Linked DNA regions of Mus musculus: region 2 is linked to region 1. Evidence: chromatin contacts called from public promoter capture Hi-C data. All regions are on one chromosome and are shown on one strand. Each heading gives the region's core, a stretch centred on a gene start, on an enhancer-like site or on the middle of the called end of the contact. The rest is flanking DNA. Distances are from core to core; before and after follow the strand shown.

Region 1 (5,615 bases), core at 1,611-4,110:
ATGGAGAGCGCACCTCTTGGGAGGTGGATAGCCAGGAGCCCTGCCTACCTCACCCCTGGGCTCAGACTGCCCAGACTGTCATCCTGTGTACTTTTAGGAGGAAACTGCAGTATTACCCAGTGGATGATGTGGATATGGTGGACAAAAGATACGGAGCAAGTGAGCACTGAGTTGGTGCATGAGAGAGTAAATACGCAGGAGACGTGGTGTCAAGTACCTGGCCTCTCAGCATTCAGGAGGCTGAAACAGGAGTATGAGTTTGAGCCAAGCCTGGGCTACCTAGTGAGACCTAGTCTTAAGCAAAACAAAGAGTTAAATACATGGGACCATGTCCAGGGGCAGGCCACTCTGATGCAGCTACTCTCGACCCCACTCCTAGCCATCAGTTCAGATTTAATCCCACCATCCCTGACACTACAGCAGGAAACTTACGTTGTAAGCCTTGATGGTGCTGCTCAAAATGTCTGAAATATAAAAAGGAAAAGTTGACTTGAATCTCTACCCAGACTCCACTCAGGTGCCCAGACACAGCCTGGGAAAGAGAGAGACCTGCACAGGTTTTAGTATTTCACACCTAGGTCCACCCCTTGACAACACAAGCCTGCTTCCAGTCACCCTGGAAGAGCCTGGTAGGCAGCACCCGACCTACCAATAGAGTTTTCCCGTGCACATAGCTTGCACTTCTGGACCATGGAGGCACTGCCTCGGCCTCCTTTCAGCGCCACGCTGTCCTGACAAGAAGCAAACAGAATTTCTAGTCATGTAACAGCTAGACGTAAGGGTCCCAGAGAGATCTCATCCCACCACCTCATCCAGTGGAACAGACTAAGACCACAGAAGTGAGTCACTTGCTGACAAGTGACAAGAGGGTTGAGGAGAGCTCAGTAGTAGAGCATGCTCAGTAGAGTAGTAGTAGAGATATGCAAAGCCCTGGATTCAATCCCCTGGGTGGGGCAGAAGCCTAAGGAGTCTTCCCCTGGTTGAGAAAAAAAGTCCCTCTTGATTTTGAACTCTGCCTCAAAGATGTCTGTTGTTCCCTGCGAGGGTCACATTGGTGCTCTCTCAACACCTGCCGTGCCCCCCCCCCCAAGTGGCTAAAGGAAAGAAAGATGAAATCCAATTTCCCCAATTTTCTGCCCAGGAGCATGTGGTAGGGACCATTACCATCAGCCGGATGTATTGCCACTTCTCTGAAATCTCACCACAGTTGCCACATTTCATCTTGGGGAAGGAAAAGAGTATTATTAGTTGAGCAGGTAGCTTCCTTAGACACAGGGGAAGGGGAAGCACGGTGTAAGGCCAGCTCATAGCCTACTGCCTTCTCTTAATTTATCTTAGATGCACTCTCACTGTGTAGCCCAAATGTGTTTGAACCTGAGATCTTCCTGCCTCTGCTTTCCAAGTACTGGGATACAAGTGAGTGCCTCTAGACCCATCCTATCTTCTAGGGGATTCTTACAGCATCCAATAGGGACATGAGCCGATTTATCTCCAAGTAAGAACAAGGTGTTTCTGATGTTGGCACCCCTGCCCTCCTCTAGAATCTGTGCCATTTGGCTGGGGACTCCAGGTTGTCTCAAGCCCCCAGCAACTCTGCTGGTTGGTTCTGTGCTTAGGGGTCCTGAGTCTGGGGTTAACGGGTTGTCATTTTGTTTCTGTTTCTCTCTCCTTTGTTATTCTGTGTTTCTTCAAGTCAAAGTTCTTCAGATGGGCCCTGGAACTCCTGCTCCAAACATTTTGAAATAGGAGCTGTGGGTGCGATGGTGTTGCACTTGTCTAGTGCTGGGGCGGGGGTGGCGGAATAAGAGTGATCAGTTATGGCTTTGGTTGGGTATGTGAGGCACTGAGATAGACTAGGAGAATAAAGCACAGCCTGGGACGATGAAGGGTGTCACACTGTTTGGGCCTCTAGGGCAGGGTACCTACCCAGTTTACTAGCACTGTGTGAGGTCAAAGGGTGGCCAACTTTCCCAATAAGTAAAGCCAGCAAATAAAACAAGGTGGGTTTATTCACTATATTAAGTAAGCACAGGGTCCCTTCAAATGATATTTTGTTCCGTGTATGTTTATAAACTAAGAGCTGGAAGGATTTCACATCAGGAGAGTGCTAGCGTGAGGCCCCAAATTCAGATATACCCGCCAGAACAGAAGAGGGATAAAACCACAAAACTCCACCGTGTGAGGAGGCCGAACATCTGTAATCCTAGTAAGAAGATCAGGAGTTCAAAGTCATCCCTCGCTACATAAAGAGCGCAAGGCCAGCCTAGATTACATAAGACTAACGTTTAATCAATAAAAATAAAATCTAAAATTCCATCCTGAAGATCTCACTTAGATGCCTGGTTAAGCACCTCAGACCCGGTGGAACTTTTAGAAAAGCTCCCAGTTCAACACTGTGATCAAGGCTGGGCCCTGAGCCCTAAGATGCCCCACTGCCTCCGGATGCTCCTCCCTTCCCTAGAGGAACCCGCCTTCCGTCGCACCTTCAGGTACCACCGGAAGTCCTCGCCCACTGGCCGAAGGTTCGTGACGTTCTCCAGCGTGGCTTTGAGCTGCAGTGCGATTTTCTGAGAAGAGGGCGGGACACGCTGAGTGCAAGGCCTCGTCCGCTCAGCTGCGTGCCACGCCCCACCCCGCCCCTCCCGACTCAAGCCCCGCCACCCGAGCCTCACGCCTTCCATTCTCTCCTGCTCTGAGCTCGCCACTCTGAGCCCCTCGCCGCCTCGGACCCATCTCTCACTGGGCTACTACCAGACGGGATGCCCCAATGGCGACTAGCCTCTCCTTACCCCCATAGCTGCCGGTCCACGTTAAGTCGCTGCGACAGCTGCTTTCCGACCCGTCGTAAAAGGCCGGCGTCGCCGCGCAGCCTCAGTGCGGGTGGGCGGGGAGCGGGGCGTTAGTGAGTGGTACTGTAGGCTGGCGTTTTCTAGCTTGTCCCTCCTTAACCTGCCGGGCTCGGCTGTTTTCGGTAGGTTTGCTGGAACCGATGTAAACGCAAATGCCAGAGATGGTTCCTGATTCTCAATCTGTGCCTTCACTGAGCAGGCAAGATAGTCGGGCTGGAAACCTCTGCCAGACCTCTCTAGGCTCTCGGTTCTCTATCCGACTTCTCACTACCTGTGGTCCTGAGGCTCAGATTACGCTGCAGCCTCCCAGATGATGGGTAGTCGCCCTCTAAACTGCCCACTGGATGTACACGATTTGATGCTGCGACTTTTCCCACAGGGTTGCCCTGTGTCCATGTCCTCGTGGTAGCTATGCCTGAACAGAGCTGACTTTCCCCCACCTTAGTCATATATTTAACCGACACTGCAGGAGCTGGGAGCACCAACATTCGAAAACATGCCCCATTTTTATTTTTTAGAGACAGGGTTTCTCTGTGTAATTATAGCCCTGGCTCTCCTAGACTCGCTTTGTAGACCTGGCTGGCCTCGAACTCAAAAGAGATCCACCTGCCTCTGCCTCTCGAATGCTGGGATTAAAGGCGTGTGTCACCATGCTTGGCTCCCACTTTTATGGCCCAGTCTTTTTAAATTTTATTTTGGTTTTGGCAGGTAGTATGTATGTGCTCCACATGCATGCAGCTCCCACCAAGGCTAAAAGAGGGCACCATAAATAACCCTCTTGTACCCTCCCCCCCCTCAGCCTGAAACCTGGCTGAACAGGTTTCACTGATAGCACGAAGAGAGCATGGGGGGGGGGGTTGGAGCCTGCCACCTTATCGTTCTACCACTCCCACTGCTACTGCCTGCCGCCTAGCAGTTCCGGAGTTAATCAAGTTGTCACCTGAAACTGGACTCCAAGGATGATTTGGCGGGAATGGGTTCCTTCCCCTTCTTCATAAACCAGTGCCTGGGAATAGTAAAATTGAACCTTGAGCAGACTAGTTGTCTTGGTTCCATTCTCTCTCCCGCCGCCTAGCTCCCTCTTCTCTTCCAGATTCCAAGATGCCTCCCAGGCTAGAACCCAGACATGTGAGCCGGCCGCAACACTCTGTGACACACTGATAGAGCCACCCTATGGATGTTAGGAACAGAAATGAGGTCATCTACTACAGCAGCAAGTTCTCTTAACCGCTGAGCCATCCCCCTGCCTGTTGGACACCACCAGACTGGTCTTTAAGTGTCTCAGAAGTCTGGCATCCTGACATGTCACATATTAATGATATCCCTAACGGAGTATGAAAAGTCTTGAGGATGCTTGGGACCTTGTCTCAGAATGGAATGTCTCTAAGGATATGTATTTAGGCTCGTGTCCCTTCAGACCAATGAACCCTATCAAGTCCCATTCCTTCTGATGCCATCTAATCAGCTATTTTCAGCAAGCCATGAAATTTAAGTAATGGCAAGAGAAAGTTCCTGCCAATCTACCTATTGAACAGTTTTCCTTCATACGGAAATAAAGGATATGTTAAAAAGCCCAGCCATTGGCTGGAGAGATGGCTCAGTGGTTAAGAGCACTGACTGCTCTTCTACAAGTCATGAGTTCAATTCCCAGTAACCACATGGTGGCTCACAACCATCTGTAATGGGATCTGATGCCCTCTTCTGGTGTGTCTGAAGATAGCTACAATGTACCCATATACATAAATAAAAAATAAATGCCCAACCACAATAAAATTTTATGCCCAAGAAGCTATGAATGCTAGTCAGGTGTTTTACTACTGAGCTATAACTCCAGCAATTAGTCATCTTGTAAATCTTCAGGGTTTCCATTTCCCTTGAAACTTAAAAATCCAGGTTGAACTATGTGTGGTGGCACCTGCCTAAAATCCCAGCACTTGGGAGACAGATCCCAAGTTCAAAGTCATCCTGGACAGGAAAGGGAGGGGAGGCGTGGTCAAAACAAAACCCAGGTACCTTGTCCTAGAATATTGCTAATGGGGTTCTCAACTTCAATGTATTGAAAAAAATATTCAGCAGTGTGTGTGCTAGCGCACACCCATGGCACAGCAAAGGGGTGGAAGTTCTGAGTCAGTTCTTGCCTTCCACCTTGCTCAGACAGGATCGCTTTCTGCTCCTGGGTGGCTTAGTCCAGGCCCAGCATAGGTCCCAGGGCTGTGGGTAGTGGTCAAGTTTATGCATTAAAGCTTTTCCTGCCAGAACCATCTCCTTGGCCCTCACTGAATTTTTAAACCTTTCCCCATCATTTCCTGTAAATGGCAGTTCTTAGTTGCTTAGGTTTGTTTTTTTCTTTGCTTTGTCAAGTCTCCCACAGAATGTTTGTATCTTACAGACTGAGAATTCACATATTCAGGTGTTTAGAAAAATAACAAAAAAAGATGTTATCGCATTTATTAAAGATCATCATTTATTGTTTATAAAAATTGCCCCAATATACAGAAAAAAAATCCTAATTATGGTAACTAAAAACTCCCACCCGCCTTGTGTCCACAATATCCAATATCTAGATTGGTTTAATCTTGAAGTGTAATCCAATCAGACTGAAGACTAAACACTTCAGGTCCTGGACAAGATAATAAAATACTCGCAAGCCTTCCGGATCCCTAAAACACAAAAGAAAACCAAAATGTTTAAGAAGCAGAGGAAAACTGGCAAATACCAAAAAAAAATTAATAACCCCGATTACTATAAAAATGCTCCTTATAAAGA
Region 2 (5,615 bases), core at 838-3,337, 130 kb before region 1:
CATGGATGAAACCCAGGTGGGTGGTCTGTGCGGGTGTGAAGGCACCTCTCACCACTCCCTGCTGTCCCTGACCTGCCTTGGCTTTCTGTGTGTCAACTTCACCCTGTCTCTGTTCTATCCCTTCATTTTGAAAACCTGTCATTTCGTTTGCATGCAGGATTGCACCATGTGAGGTGTGTGTGTGTGTGTGTGTGTGTTTGTATGTGTATGTATGTGTGTATATGTGTATGTGTGTTTGTATGTGTGTGTATGTGTGTATATGTGTGTATGTATGCGTAGGTGTATGTATCTATGTGTACATGTATGTGTGTATGCGTGTATGTGTGTGTGTATGTGTGTGTATGTGTGTGTGTGTGTGTGTGTGTGTGTGTGTGTATGTGTGTGTGTCTGCTTGCCCACAGAAGCCAGTTTGTGCTAAGGCATTTACTCTAGCTCAGGGAGATGAGTACTGTGCTGGGAGATACTCTGGGGTACAGAGACTCCTAAGTCTGGGGCTCAGAGGAAAGGCCTGGGCTGGAGATGGGAATCTCATCACTGTAGGCCTTGAGATAGGGCTAGATACTGAGGGGCTAGAAGAGCTTGTCTAGGGCAGGGAGGGAGGGGACAGCCATAGGTAGTTAATACATACACATACATGTAACACAAGCATCTACACATGTGTACATATATACATACTTTAGTCCAAGACACAATCATAGGCCCATATCTGTGTGCACACATGTGCCTATGGATATATGCATGGAGGTGTGTCTGGGTACCTATTCACACAGGCTTACATATGACCACACTCACACACACACTTAATACATTCATGGACTTCTCTAGATGTAGGGGGTAGGGGACTAAAACTGCTTCAGTACTCAGAGTCTGGAGGTGGGTACTGCTGTCCATAACTGAATGTGTCTACATGGAATGCTTGTGACGTCATAGGGAGCAACTGAGGGAGAGGTGGGGGTGGAGAGGATGACTGGGAAGGCAGGGAGTGCAGTAGCCAAGGGGAGGCCACGTAAAACTCAGGTAAAACTGTTTGGCACTCCTTTTGGCACTGGTGGCAAGGATGCTCATGGGATATGCTGTGGAGGGAGGGTAGTGCATTGAGCAGCATGGGTATGAGGGCTGCTGGAAGGATTGCAGGAGGTTGGTAACTGTCCCAGTGTGGAAGGAGGGCCAGGGAACTGAGTGGCTGCCGTCACAGTCAGGCTTGATGGTTGGGTCCCAAATCCCATCAGCCCGAGGACCTTGGCTTTCTATCCATGGCACAGAATTGGATTCCTTATGGCTGGCTTTTTGTTCAGGTTGTGGCACTAGGCTTGGTAAGAAGGAGGGGCAGATGGACATATTGGTAGCAGAGGCATGGGGAGGAAGCTGAAACCTGGGAGGTGATAGCAAGTGTCCAGGCAGAGAGCAGTGATCGGAAGGGCTAAGGTTAGGTAGGACTTCAGGGAATGTGCTGGGAACTATGAGGCCAGGGTGTGGCCATGGCCACAGTGAGGATATTGACTTGAAGTAGAACATGGAACAGAGGGGAGCTGGTAGTGGGGGGAGGGGGGTTGTTGATATATAGTGACAGCTATGTGGACGGATGATGGAGACAGGGTGTCCACTCATGAGAGCAGGATTTGTGACAGGGCTGTGAGCCTGGAGGGGCAAACCTGACTCCAAGGCCAGCCGTCGAGGTAGAGTCTCTGTCCTGAGGCACAGTCCTTAAAAGCCAGGGGTCGGCAGGAAAGGGTGATTGCTATCGCATGAGGACTGCTGGTTCTCATGAAAAGGACTGTGGAGTTCTGGGGTGAGGGAGAAGCTTCCCGCTTTGTGGAATGTTGGCCATGGTTAAGTCAACTGAATGGACTGCTGGAAGAAGCCCCAGGGAGCTCTGGATTCAGAGCTGGGAACCTCCTGGTTCTACACTCCCAGGGGCTCCTCCTTCTTCCCACTCACAGCAGCCTGGCTTCTGACACCCCCTTACTTTGATCCACTTCACCAATGGCTGGTTGTAGCTAGTCCTGACTCTCCAACATGTTCCACAGGACGATGGACTACCGGACTCCTTTCTGCAGCCCAGGCCTGTGCCCCATGAGCGCCCCCTTCTGACACACCCAACGCTGAGCCCAAGAGGCACCCGAAAGTCACACGGGCTGAACACAGTCTCGTGTCCCACCCCTTCCAGCAATGTGTCACACAGTCAGACACGTGCAGATACCACTTCACCACCACGCCCCCAGTTTGGCCACGTAGATAGCCAGCTGCATATGACCTTCCAAACTGGCTCTCTGCACAATCTCACACTGACACACACACACACACACACACACACACACACACACACACACACACACACACACCCTCACCTCTGAGTCCACACTGGCCTGGTAGACTCAGGCAGCTACCCTCTCCCCTATTCACTTACACAGAGTGACCTATGCTACCAAAAGCTCTTGCTTCCAGACAGCTCTGGTTGGAAACAGTTGGCCATGTGCCTTGTCCTCTGGTCCCTCCCTTGGAGACGCAGGGTTGTCTCCTTGCTCTGTGGCCGGGTGCTTTTCACTCTTTGAGACGCAAAAGCTGGCTTTTGTTTTGTGCCTTCCCTATGGGGACTTGAACCTTCTGCCTTCGACCACAGCCTCACCTCCTCCCCCCAGGTGCTGGGCACTCCTACTGCTGGGAGTCCCTTTTTGTTGTGCCCTGGCAGGTCACAGGCACTTTCAGAGAACAGCCTCAAGAAGGCTTGGAAGAGAAAGAGGCAGCAGTGCGTGGTGGGGGTGGGGTGGGGTGGTGGCAGCTGCGTTGGTCTTCAGTTCTGCAGGGAAGTTCTGGGTACCTTTGGTTTTGTTTAAGGAGAAAAAAAAATATATATGAAGATAAAAATCTCAAAGCTGATTTTTTTCCTGTTACAGAAAAACTAATATAAAGTATTATCCCTGCCCTTGCAACCATGCTGTGTCTGTGTGTGCTTCCCTCCAGGCAATGGGCTGGCATCTGCTCAGGGTGGGCAAGATCCAGCAAGCAGCACCCCTGACCAGAGGAAGGAGGGCCAGCACCAGGACTGAGGGGCTCCACGGGAGTGGCACAGACAGAGGAGGGGTGGGGCATAGTAGCAAGGCAGGAAGGCCTGGTGCGTAATATACTTCTGGGTGGACATCTGCCTTTAATGTTGGACTGCTATGCAGGCCTGCACATTCCCCCTGTGACCCCTCCCCCAAGCTGAACCTCCAAACAGATGACCCATGGGCCCTGGGCTATTTAGAACCCACCTGGAAAGTCACCTTTGCATGGAGGTACTGTTACTAATGTTACCGGGTGGTTTGTGCTGTCCAAACAGAGAGGTGGCAGAAGGTGGGTCTGAGGGCTCCTTCAGAGCTGATTTGGGGACAAGGTCTTTTTAGGTATTCCCAGGGACAAGGTGAGGGGCACAGCCACTATGCCACCCCAGTGAGAGAGAGCTGGGGTTGGACTGAAAGCTGTAGGGAAGTTGAACCTAGCAGTGATGTGGATCTAAATGGCCGAGGGATCTCTCTGCCCCAGAGATGTGTGGGCATCTGTCAAGTTCACCAAACTATAGAATCCTGCCTGTGGCTAGCAGGGGCAAACAACTCGATTCCTTAGGGGTCTCAGGGAAGGTCAAATAAAGTCCATTCACATGAAGGAGAAAGTAACTGGTGGGACGTTTGAGCTTTCCCAGATGGTCAGCAATCAACTGACGAAGGATAGCCATGTGGACCCATAATAGAACCATAGAGAGTGGTAGCATGGAGGGGGGTGGGGGTGGGGGTGTCCTAGATCTGAGGCCCTTCCTGGAGTCTTTACACTCGAGGGAGGAAGGTAGATATGGTTTAAAAGTGAGGGTGTGAGCTCTTGGGGAAGCCTGTCTCTTTCCTGGGTCTCATGTGCTCATGGGCCTGGTATACAACCTCTCCAGACCACAGAGTTATACCCCTTACCCTACCCCCACCCCCACCTCCAACCCCACCTAGAACAGATTGTACAATCTCTTTCCCTTAGGCTTTTTGGGCCAGGCCCTTCTCCAAGGCAAACCGTTAATCAAGGGCAGCTTCCTTCCATTGAGATTTCTTCCTTTTCTGAGGTTTGATTTCAGGGCCAGGGCCCAGACCAAGCTGATTTTTAAGCAAGGCAAGCCCTGCCTTACCTTACCCTGTCTCAAAGCACAAAGCAAAACACATAGTCTGTCACATCCATAAGTCTTGAAAAAAAAACAGACTTTTATTTATCACATTATCGCAAACATGGAAGGGACTAGGGACTCTTGTTCCATTTTGCCACACAAAGAGTTCTGACCCCAAGGTACTGCTAGTCCCTTGGCCGGAGCATCCCAAGCTGGGTCTTTCTCTTTATGGCCGACCTTGCCCACCCATCTCATGGAAGGCTGACTGGGCTGTACCTGCTCGGCTTCCCAGCCCTAGTGGACATCAGTCTCCATATTAGATGAGAGGTCTGGTGGACAGAAACGGACAGGCTTGTAACGTGTGAAGGCAGAAGGTCTCAGACCTGGGATGGACCAGACTTTACTGAGTTAAAACCACATGCTGTGGGCTGGAGAGATGGCTCAGTGGTTAAGAGCACTGACTGCTCTTCCAGAGGTCCTGTGTTCAAATCCCAGCAACCACATGGTGACTCACAAACCATCTGTAATGGAATCTGACCCCCCTCTTCTGGTGTGTCTGAAGATAGCTACAGTGTACTCACATACATAAAATAAATAAATAAATCTTTAAAAAAACCAACACACATGCTGTGGGGTGGGGCAGGGTTGACCTGGCCTGGACACAGCTGGGGCAGCAACAGGGACACTGTTGTTCTATCTTCATGAGTTGGAAGCTGTTGTGGCCGTGGGGACCTGGAGAAGGCAGAGCCTCTTTCACTGTTCCCTGCAGGCTGCCTTGTTTATTAGAACAGAGTGGCGGAGACTCCAAAGACTTGAATTAGCATCCTGGCTATGACTGTTCTTTCAGGGAGTGGTTTTAGCTCTCGGGCTCCCAAACTATTTTTCCACAAAGTATAGACAAAGACCCCTACCAGGTACCTTTGTGTGCTCATGTAGTAGAAACTGTCACAGCTAGGTTCTGGGCCACAAGAGCCATAGTTGCTGATGGGTCTCTGCACATAGTTGTCTCTTTTTTGACACTCTTTCTCATCAGTGACTGACTAGCCTGTCAGGGTGGAATGTGCCAGCCTGCGCCAGGTGTGTTTTGAGTTTAGCTCCTACCCCTTAGCCCAAACCCCAGGGTCTGGCTTGGCTCTGCTGCGGCCCTGCAGGTTCACACGTTGGTCTCTAGCTCACTGATCTCAATAGTACAGTGGTCTAGGCTGGCAGCGGCTGGATCCTCATCCTGCTCTACCTGGACTGGGATGTGGTGGGGGCACGTGGGGCCCAGGGTTAGCTCTGAGGCCTCAGCCACACTCTTCACACAGCCATTCTGCTGGGCAGCCACGATCTCCTGCAGTGTCACTGGCTTGGTCTCACAGGGTAGCAATTTCTGGAGAGGAAACAAGGCCTCATTAAACATTTAAAAGTGAGGGTGTGAGCTCTTGGGGGAAGCATGTCTCTTCCCTGGATCTCACATGCTCATGGGCCTGGTATACAACCCCTCCAGACCACA

What was found. Promoter capture Hi-C pulls out the DNA fragments that hold promoters and counts their contacts.
Region 2: a contact with region 1 is called in a promoter capture Hi-C map of liver, with 1.7 times the contacts expected there. The contact joins the enhancer-like site here to the promoter of Czib in region 1. A contact is called at or near these places in 3 of 39 promoter capture datasets (embryonic stem cells and liver), 4 of 484 Hi-C or Micro-C datasets (liver and nephron progenitors), 2 of 115 datasets of contacts at active chromatin or transcription factors (embryonic stem cells and fibro-adipogenic progenitors) and 3 of 9 other capture datasets (adipose tissue, liver and pancreatic islet).

The regions. Positions count from the first base shown.
Region 1 is chr4:107,887,071-107,892,685 of GRCm38.p6, reverse strand. Czib (CXXC motif containing zinc binding protein) reads right to left here and starts at 2,860. Exons shown (of 8, transcript NM_001347160.1): 1 at 2,790-2,860; 2 at 2,484-2,567; 3 at 1,165-1,221; 4 at 650-731; 5 at 433-464. The coding sequence starts at 2,795. Magoh (mago homolog, exon junction complex core component) reads right to left here. Exons shown (of 5, transcript NM_001282737.1): 5 at 5,262-5,509. The coding sequence ends at 5,410.
Region 2 is chr4:108,012,108-108,017,722 of GRCm38.p6, reverse strand. It overlaps Podn (podocan), which reads left to right. Exons shown (of 13, transcript NM_172874.4): 12 at 1-16; 13 at 2,028-2,930. It overlaps Slc1a7 (solute carrier family 1 (glutamate transporter), member 7), which reads right to left. Exons shown (of 11, transcript NM_146255.3): 11 at 4,194-5,492. The coding sequence ends at 5,274. Among named protein-coding and RNA genes, the nearest start is that of Podn, 17 kb to the left of the region's middle. Within about 2 kb of position 2,087, at least 27 of the 459 cell types and tissues checked have an H3K27ac peak or open chromatin away from gene starts, as enhancers often do. A contact at or near this core is called in adipose tissue and liver, where this site is marked.